2 separate regions of the Mus musculus genome follow, and region 2 is linked to region 1. Evidence: chromatin contacts called from public HiChIP or PLAC-seq data. All regions are on one chromosome and are shown on one strand. The core of a region is the stretch at or near the end of the contact, and the rest is flanking DNA. Distances in the headings are between cores, read along the strand shown. Region 1 overlaps Snap91 (synaptosomal-associated protein 91). Region 2 holds the start of Ripply2 (ripply transcriptional repressor 2).

Region 1 (4,734 bases), core at 36-2,535:
GCTTCCTGGTTTCAGCCTTGAGCTCCTGCTCTGACTTTTCTCCATGGTGGACTATAAGCAATAAGAGGAAATAAACCCTTTCATCTCCAAATTGCTTTGAATCATGGTATTTATACAGAAACAGAAAGTAAACTACACACATGCTGTCATGCCATGGACAGGGAGCAACAACACGAGATAAGAAATCAATTGTTCTCTATGATTTTTGTCAAACTAAATATAGGGAGAAAGCTAGTTTCTCTCAGAGAGGCTGTAATGATAGCAAGCTCCACTTCCACGCTCACTGAGAAAGTTGGTGAAAAAGAAAGAAGCTTGATTCCCTGATCTCATGTGGAAAAGAACCAGGAACAGGAGGAGGGAGAAGAATCCTGAGAAAGCCAAGGGGCCTGCTCCTTCCAGCCTTTCCCTCACGCTGGTTATGAAGGACAAAATGACCCTCCTTTTGCCCAAACTATATTCTTGTAACACAGAAACAAAACAGTCAGCACTGACAGAGGTACAAAGCAGAAAACACAAGTCCTTCAATCCACAGGCAACACGTTAGTGTTCCAGAAATACGTATCACGTGGCCCATGCATACATTAAAATTTGAACCACAGCTTCATGTTTTAATTTCCATGATGAATATACTTTAATTTTTAACATTTTCTGAGATTTTCCAGTATCTCTTTGAAGAGATCATTGATTTCAATAAAGTACTATGAAATACAGACAGTAACAAACATCCATGAACACTTCATTTTCTCTATTTTTTTCTAAGATAAAACCCTATAGAAGGTAAATTACTAGGTGAAAGGGCTTTCAACTGATACTCACAACATACTTCCACTCATTGAGCGCTCGACTCAAGACTCTTTTTCCATTTGAGCCATCAAGGCTGAGCTGGAGTGAAGAGCTACTTCTCTCAACTCACAACAGCAGATCATAAAATTATGAGTACAACTTACAGATCAAGTCATGGTTAAATGAGATATGTGTGGGAGAGAGAGAAACAGAGAGACAGAGATCTCCCTGGCATGGCAAAAATGCCATGATGATGCAGAGATACTATGATATACACAGATATACTATATACTACGGAATCACAAAATACTATGAAAAAGACAGATAAAAATCAGAAGCCTCCTTTGGAAAGTGGTAGTTGCTGTCACTAAGAAGAACAAGTAAACATACTCAGAGCAGTGTGGTGATGTAAGGGTTAAAACAATTGGCTCAGCCTACTCACTATCGAAGCCTCAAAGTAGGTTATGCTGTATATCCATAGTCACACTCAGACTCAGACAAGGGTTGAAGGAAACAGAACATTGCACATCAACATTCTTAAGAGAAAGGTCATGCACACATGCACACAGTACAGCCTTGATGGGATAAGAGAAACAGAGCACAACAAAACTACTTTAGACCACAGTCTATTGAATTACCTAGCGAAGCTAGAACAGCTGCAAGAGGATAATCATGACTTGCAGCTGAGGTCCCCTGGCTTCAATCTAACAATCAGAACGAGGCTAACAAGGCAGTGACAAACTGGAGTCATTGCTCAAGACCGTCAGTAGGAATTACCAGCATCAACACACAGAGAATGTGAGTTATGCCTCCGAGACTCAACTTCCTTAACAAAATCTTGGAGTCTGGAGATGGCTAAGATTCTCCCATCACTGAAGGCCCTCCAGGCGGGGGTGTATCAGTTCAGAGGTTGTGTTTTACACTATCTGACCTCATACACTGTCAGCCTTCCAGCAGCTGACAGCTTCTTTACGTTCCTAAGGGCCGCCTTCTCCACGTGAGCCGCTCTCCAGTGAGCAGCAAACAGGTAGCCCTTGTGTATATGTCACCCACGTGAATTCCTTTGATCCTTCAAGTCTGGCCTTAAACACCATTTATGCAATGTACCTCCACTGTGGTCTTTCTTTCCCTGCTGAACCTTAATGCTTTTTGGAGCACTGGTAATTAGTTCTTTTATTTTCTGTCTCCCCTACTAAGCTGCCAGCTCTCTGGATGCCAAGGGCTATATCTTATTCTCCATGGTATCCCTGCCTCCTGGAACAATTCCTGGCATTTGGTAAATATTTATTAAATAAAAAAATAATGATATTATGCTAAATAAGTACTCAATGCCTCAAGTTAGAAAGTAACTTCTAATTTCTTCCACTAGGCCATTGTAAACCAAATGAACGTGCTGACACTTATCATTCTCTCTGGGAAGGTAAAAAGAATGCTATTATAAGCTAAACTTGTCTCCTATTTCCTCACTGCTTTTCTAAAACCCCTCAGTCACTCACACCTTTTTTCTTTCTTTTCCATTACTGGTGAGCAAACCCAGCAACTGATTCGTACAGCACACGCCTGGCTGTACCACTCAGCTTCACTTCCCTCCCCATCTTCCAAACTGTGGATGGAAATGCAATCATGCTGGTAAAAAAGTATTCTTAAATATAGAATAATATAATTTCTTAAATATAGAATAATATAATTTCAGAGAAAAGGTGAGAGTTGTGGTCACTTTTAAATCATGTTTTTAATTTTTTGAGCTTTTCCTCCCACGTACACAGTATCTATATGGGAACTATAAAACAGACATGGAAGAGTGGCACTCAACTGTCACCAACCAAAAACAAAGAAAACAGAAACATATGTCTAAACACAGAGAATGCTAAAGGGTTTTCTGTAATATTAATATCTAATTATTGGGCATCTAACTGTAACAGAAAATATGCCAAAGGAGGTAGTCATGCTCTTCAAATGCACAGGCAAAGGATTACAGACATAATTAAAATCTAATGTTTTTCCAATTTCCAAGTCCTGCCATTATATGCTTCTTGTCAAAGTTAAAACTTCACCCAAGCATTTTTTTTTTAATTTTGGTTCTTTGAGATGGGGTCTCTCTATGTAGCTCACAGGGGCCTCCCTGAGCTCATCCTCCTCCTGCCTTTGTCTCCAAAACACTTGAATTGTAAGCATGCACCAAACTTTGGCATCTGCAAAAAGATATTTTTTACCATATCCCAAGAATATAACTGTTAAGAGGCTAACAGAGACTATGCACTAACCATTGACATTAAGGAATCTAGTGTTTTTAAATTTGATTCTCTGAAATATTCCATTTTAATTGACTTTATCATCTTTTGACTAATAAAGTTTAAGTCCTTGACCATTGGAAGTTCTTAGGTAAAAGCAAGGTATTTCTCCAGACAGCATATGTGAGAAGCTCTAAAGCTGGGTAAGAATGAAGTGAGGGATAAAGACGGCCACCCACTAAATACTCAGGTCCCCACACCCATTCAATGTGCTTGCTGTCAGAGGAGCTTGAAGGAAACCCCAACCTCAGAACTGAAGCCCGCTACAGTTCTGATAGATCTGGGGAGCCAAACGGACACCTGTGGGGCTTTCAAGACGAAGGCACAAATTCTGTCTAGGTGGCACCAGGTTCTGGGATTCTCACTGATGGAAACCTAGCCAAAATGGCGTCAGAAGCTAAAATTATTAAATATCTGCTAAAACACCAGAGGTCAGGCTCAGGCTAAACTGCAAGTACAGCCAATGAGCAGTTCTATAAAATCCTCAAAACTTAAAAATTAAATTAATAAGTTCTAACTGACAGTATATAGATGCAGCAAGACACAGTTAAAGAGAGGATAAGTAAAGTAGATAACGTTTGAGAAAAAAAAGCACACTGAATAGGAAAGTTCTGGAAACTGTTAAGGGAATGTTCAGACACGCAATGAGGTGTAACATATCTAGTCCTCCTTGAATGTCAGAGACAGGAAGAGAAGGGGAGGAGCAGCAACCAATCATAACTGAGAGGCTGAGAATCCTCTAGAATTGACGAGAGATGCTAACTTTCAGTTCAAGAAACACAATCCAAGCCCACCAGGAAAGCCACATATAGATACACATGCTATCGAAGGTCATGACAGGTAAGATTTGTAAAGCAGCCATTAAACAGGTCATTATTTAAAAGCAGCTGAATCGATGAATTCTTAAGAGCAACAGTGGAAACCAGGTTGAGTGAATGAACTATTGTTTGCAAATGGAAACTGTCATCTTAAGAGTTGTTAAAACTGTCTTTCAAAACCATGAATAACTCTCCAGTAAGCCATCTACTGAGGAAGCTTCAGAAGGGTACAATTCAAGGGAAACCCGAGGAGTAAAGAAACGTGGAGGGAAGAAGTCCAGAACAAAGTGGTAATGTCTAAACACCCACTGTCTCTCTCGCTAACAACAGCTAACGAGGTTAACACTACAGCAGCACTAAAGCTTGAGGGCAGTCATAGCATCCAACCCAGAGGTCTTAAAGTTCCTACATTTCTCATATTACAAAAAAATGTAACCAATCGACCTTAAAGTATAACTATTCAATTAAGGGGAGTCAACAATAGAATATATCACTTCCAAACTGTAGAAAGAGGAAAGTTAGAACTGATATAATTAAAAAGAAGGAGCTGGAACAAGTGGGGAGAAGTGATGCGAGCTGCAGACTAGTGTGAGTGGCAGTTGTGGTACTTGTGACAATGACTAGCAGCTGCAGTGGCGAATAAGCAAACACATTCTCCGCAGGCACTGACAACCGAAGCCTCAGCCACCATGATGACCTTAGCCCTGATGGTTCCAGGACCTGACTGTGACTTCATATTTGTGTGTCAGAGATGGTTCTCAGGTTATAAGCCTGGTCAACTGAGGGGATGCTGATGGGCACCCAACTACAATTCCAACAGTTGTAGCCTGAATTAAAGACAA
Region 2 (4,625 bases), core at 842-3,341, 150 kb after region 1:
TGTGTCAAAAAAACAAAACAAAACAAAGCCTTTAAAAAAAGTAAGATACAAACTGTAGTCATCCCCTATTCCCGCTTAGTCAGTCTTCTGCCAATACTTACAGAATGAAGTCAAAATGTCTGAGCACAGCATATTCCAAGCAGCCCACGCCTGCCCTGTCTCTTTCACCACATCTCTGTGTCAGCAATAACCTCATCCCTTCTCCTCTTAGCCAGTTTCCACACAGAGACAGTAGCATTCTTTAACTGATCCTTTTAGAAATCCCTGTGTAGGTTTCATTTACTCTAAGTGGGCTTTCCTCATTGTACCTAAAAGACACGCCAAATCCTCCCAACTGTCATTTCTAAATGTAGAGTGTTCTTTAGCAATTAAATATGTTTTGTTAAAAATATTATTGATTTTGTGGCCACAGTAATGACCATATATTGCAGTATTCCTGAGTAAGGAGGGAACATTTATTTCATCACTTGTAAAAATTCAGGATTTAATACATTGCCGATAATTCAAAGATATTTATGCAACTGGAATAGGTCTCTTCATCAAATAGGTCACATCTGTAAGGTCATATTTTTATTATATTTATCTAATAGTAGTAGGTGGTGGTGGTGATGGTGGTGGTCTGTGTGTGTGCTTGGGTATGGATATGGTGGGCTTTCACGCCACTGTTGTGTGTAAGGTCAGATGACAACTTGTGGGAGTCAGTTTTTTCCTTCTACCATGCAGGCTCTGGGGATTGAACTCAGGTCGTCAGGCCTGGCAGCAGGCATCTTAACCTTAATCTTGTCAGCTGGCCATGATATTCCTAAAATCATTTTTATCATCTGTCAAGGAAGGGCTTATTGTGTGCCAGACATGCAACAAGCATTTAATAAGCGTCGTTACTCTGAGCCACGGAGAATAGCAATAGCCATCTTCACTGATTTCATTATCTGAAGAAAATCCTATCTCATCCTCTGGTAGTCACGTCATTGCAGCCCTCTAGGTAACAATTAAGTGGATTCTTTTCTTATGAAGTAACAGAGTGGGGAGCAGTACCACTAGGCTTACACTCAAGATTTTCAATCTGCAGTGTTTGAGGAAACTCATTTCCATTATTTAAAATGTCTTAGGAAGAAATTATAACATTTACAGGTCACATTTGCTTTGAAACAGAACATCTGAGGGGGACAGGTTTGATGAACCTCTACAGATAAACAAGGGGTAACTCCCAAGAGAAGAAACTAGTACAGGAAGAATAAATAATTTATCTCATATCATAACCTTCCAGAATTCATTATCCTCATCATCTTTCCCAACCACAAAAGTATCGTCTAACTATGATCTATTGATATAATGCCAAGTGATGGCAGATTTGTAGAGATGATACACCAGGGCTTACTGGAGAGAGATACTGACAAGAGTTTGAGAGAAAGTCAAGAGGCTGTGGGAAGGCACTGAAACCACATGACAACTGTCTCAGCCCCTCTTGGATGTAACAATCAGGTTTTCATAGTTCATTTCTTCTTGCCTAAGATTGTCCATCCCCTTCAAGTAACAGGCAGATTGTGAACATAACTTTTCAATAACATTTTTTTAAAAACATACATTTATTATTGATCTATATTTCCACATACAGACACTTCGTTTGCGTTTTTGCTTGATGTTGTGGGGAGGGAGTGATTAAAGCTATTCTTTTTTTCTTCTTATATCATATCCAGTTTGTAGAACACTGGTTGCTGCAGAGCCAGCTACATTTGCTGAAGGCCAAAAAGCCAAGCCAAGTGTCAGGCAATTACCAGCCCTGGGCATTTTTGCAGAAATACACAAAAACGTGTAGAATCGTTTAATTCCATCCCCTCCTAACCTCTTCACATGGAAATTGGCTGCTTGGGCGCATGCTGTTTTTCTCCCAGACCGTGTGTCAGGGGGCTATTAACACTCGCTCCAGCAGCCGGTTCCCGGGCCATTTGGGATGTTGCACGCGTTCACACCCGCGCGCGGCCCGCGGCGCCTTCACGCGCTGCCGTTTTGTTTATGCAGAGCAGCGAGGGCGACCGGGGTGCGAAGGTCTGCAAGGGCTAGATAAAGCCGGGCTGCGACACCGACGCGGTCGTCCTGCCATGGATACCACCGAGAGCGCCGAGAGCGCGCACAACCCAGCACGTCCGCCCTCGCGCAGCCGCTGCCCGCCGTCCGCGCAGCCCGGGTACCTATCAGCCGGGATCCATCCCCGCGCATTCTCCACCCTCGCCCCGTGCCCGCCGCCCACTGAGCCCGAGGACCGCCTGGCCCCGGCTCGTCCCTGTTCGCCCTCTACTTCAGCCCTCGCCTTTTACCCGCCGCTCTTGCCTTTGCCCGGGCCCGGTGCCCTTACTAAGTCCGAGTTGAGTCCGGTGGCTGGGCTCACGTTCTTTGTGCGCGACTTGCGCTTGCCATCCTGCAGGTCCGAGGGCTTCTGGAGACCGTGGGTTCGAACTCCTGGAGAGAAAGAGAAGCGGACGGGGCCCCGTGCTGCAGAGGCGGTGAGTGACAGTGTGGCCCGCTGCGGTTCAGGCTGCAGAGCATCCCCACTCCCGACCCCCAATCCAGGCCTGAGGAGTAAGGGCCTGAGTGGCTTGCGCCCCCAATCTGCCCAGTGCTTAACAGTGTGCCTGCCCTAGACCCTGTGGGTATGAACGCGGGCTGGGACATCCATTGCAGTGATGCAGTCACTTGCAGCCAAGAGCTGGGTTGTGGAGAGGCTCAGGGTCACAGCCCCTACCTGAACCAGAGGCGCTGGGTCTCACACCTTCCCAATTTCGACAATGAGATGCATGGTGACTGCGATTACTCCTTTCCTTCCTAGTTGCCCAGTGGCCCAGGAATGGCAGAAGCTTCCGGGAAGCTTTTGCAATACCAACACCCTGTCAGGTGAGTGACAGGCCTTACTGGAGGTCTCCTTCAACTCCAGCCCTAAGGGGGAAGGAGATGGGGCACGATCACGCAGCTGGTTTAATAGCTGGCGCCGTTACTCACTCTGTGTTCCCACTCTGAGGATTCTCTTACTCACAAAATTGGGAAAATACAGGACTCATCCCATAAAAGAACTGTCAGTTGGTGGATAGTGAGTGAATGCTAATTGAATTGGCTAAAACGGGAGAAAGCAGACTGAGTAGAAAAAAGAGACGTTTGGGGCTGAGGCTGTAGCTTGCTGGCAGGGTGTTTACCTGCCCTGAAAGAGGTTCTGGCTTATAAGGGGGGGGGGCATCTTATGCCCGAAAAGTTGTTTGGGGTTTTTTTCTTTTATTATTTTTAATCCTAAAAGGGCAATGGAGAACTGGCTCCTTGGCATGCAGAGTGCATGTATTACTTTCTTGCAAACCAAAAGGAGGAACGAGATGGACAGTGGCAGGTTTGCAGCAGAACAAGCCTGACTTTTAGAATACCCAAGGCTGGCCCAGCTGGTCACTGTTTTTGTTTGTTTTTACTTTTTTTTTGTTGTTGTTGTTCATTTTACTGTTTTTTTTTTTTTTTTTTTTTTTTTTTGCTGAAAGTCAGCCTTTCTTATAAGATTCTTTGTAGCTTTTATTTGAGATAAAATGTTTATGATTGTGCTGTATTAACTGCTGAAAGAAGGCCTGTGTGACTGTGTTAAAGAAAGCCTGGCCTGTGTCTATGTGTTTATAAGTGGCGTACAATAGTTCATACATGTTACCTACCAATGCTAAAGTAATTGCGGGACACAGGGCAAGCAAGTGATAAGTGGAATTGAGTTTACAGTGGTCACGTTTTATTTTTACGTGTCTGAGTATTTTGCCTGCTTGCATATGTGTTTGTACCATGTGCATGCCTTGTGTCCACAGAGGTTAAAAGAGGGAGTAGGATCCCCTGGAACCGGAGTTGCTAATGGTTATAAGCTGTTATGTGGATGCTGGGACCAGAACCCGGGTCCCAGGAAGAACAGCCACTGTTTTGAACCACTAAGCCATCTCTCTAGCCTTACTTTGATTAGTTTTGAAGTGAGGTCAGGGCATGAAATATGTTACTTTTAAAGGGTTGGGGAAAGCTTAGAAAGGGTGTGGTATAAGTTAGTTATGGTCACTATTGATGAGTCTCCAAGGGTCAGATGCGGAAAAGAGATAGCTGGTTTTGGGGCAGTGTGGTTCCTGCTGGAGCTCCAGGGACCGGGAACTTGGATGTGTGTAGCTGCAGTGGTGTCTGCAAGGTAGTAAAAGGCCAGAGCTTATAGACAGACCTCCATACAGAGGTACAGAGTTTTGTCTAGAAACCCATGGGCTTTACTCTGTAGGATGTGTTGATGGTTATAGATTTTAGCCGTGAGAATGGTTTGATCAGATCATTGTTTCATAAAATCAGTTATGGACTGAAGTAAAGACTCAAAGCAAAATTGGAAGTAGTTACAAATAAGATTCTAAGGAGAGCTTTTCAAGGAAGTCAGGAAAGGAGGCGGGACTTAGTGGATGTAGGAAATACTTAGGAGACAAAGCAGGGCTTTATAATGAATGTACTGGCAGGGTGGGCGAAGAACAGCTAAAAAGCCAGAATGCCTCCCATATTTGTGGCTGCTGACCAGGTGAGTGCTGCTCTGTGAGGCTGCAGATGTGGGGAATGGGGAAATGGATCTGAATTGTTGTTCATTGCATTCC

Evidence for each region. HiChIP or PLAC-seq counts read pairs in DNA pulled down with a chosen protein or histone mark.
Region 2: an H3K27ac HiChIP or PLAC-seq map of SST interneurons shows a contact between it and region 1, with 4 times the contacts expected there. The contact joins the promoter of Ripply2 here to the enhancer-like site in region 1. A contact is called at or near these places in 4 of 39 promoter capture datasets (3T3-L1-derived adipocytes, the SN4741 cell line, frontonasal cranial neural crest and 1 more), 23 of 484 Hi-C or Micro-C datasets (the AtT-20 cell line, the C2C12 cell line, brain and 11 more), 4 of 115 datasets of contacts at active chromatin or transcription factors (PVALB interneurons, SST interneurons, embryonic forebrain and 1 more) and 1 of 9 other capture datasets (pancreatic islet).

What each region holds. Positions count from the first base shown.
Region 1 is chr9:86,868,381-86,873,114 of GRCm38.p6, forward strand. The region is part of intron 2 of Snap91 (synaptosomal-associated protein 91); the gene reads right to left. Among named protein-coding and RNA genes, the nearest start is that of Snap91, 9.7 kb to the right of the region's middle. Within about 2 kb of position 1,286, at least 5 of the 459 cell types and tissues checked have an H3K27ac peak or open chromatin away from gene starts, as enhancers often do. A contact at or near this core is called in PVALB interneurons, SST interneurons and rod photoreceptor, where this site is marked.
Region 2 is chr9:87,013,446-87,018,070 of GRCm38.p6, forward strand. Ripply2 (ripply transcriptional repressor 2) reads left to right here and starts at 2,092. Exons shown (of 4, transcript NM_001037907.2): 1 at 2,092-2,185; 2 at 2,423-2,501; 3 at 2,825-2,889. The coding sequence starts at 2,100. Gm51687 (a long non-coding RNA gene) reads right to left here and starts at 3,067. Exons shown (of 3, transcript XR_003948201.1): 1 at 2,741-3,067; 2 at 1,844-2,457; 3 at 1-1,736.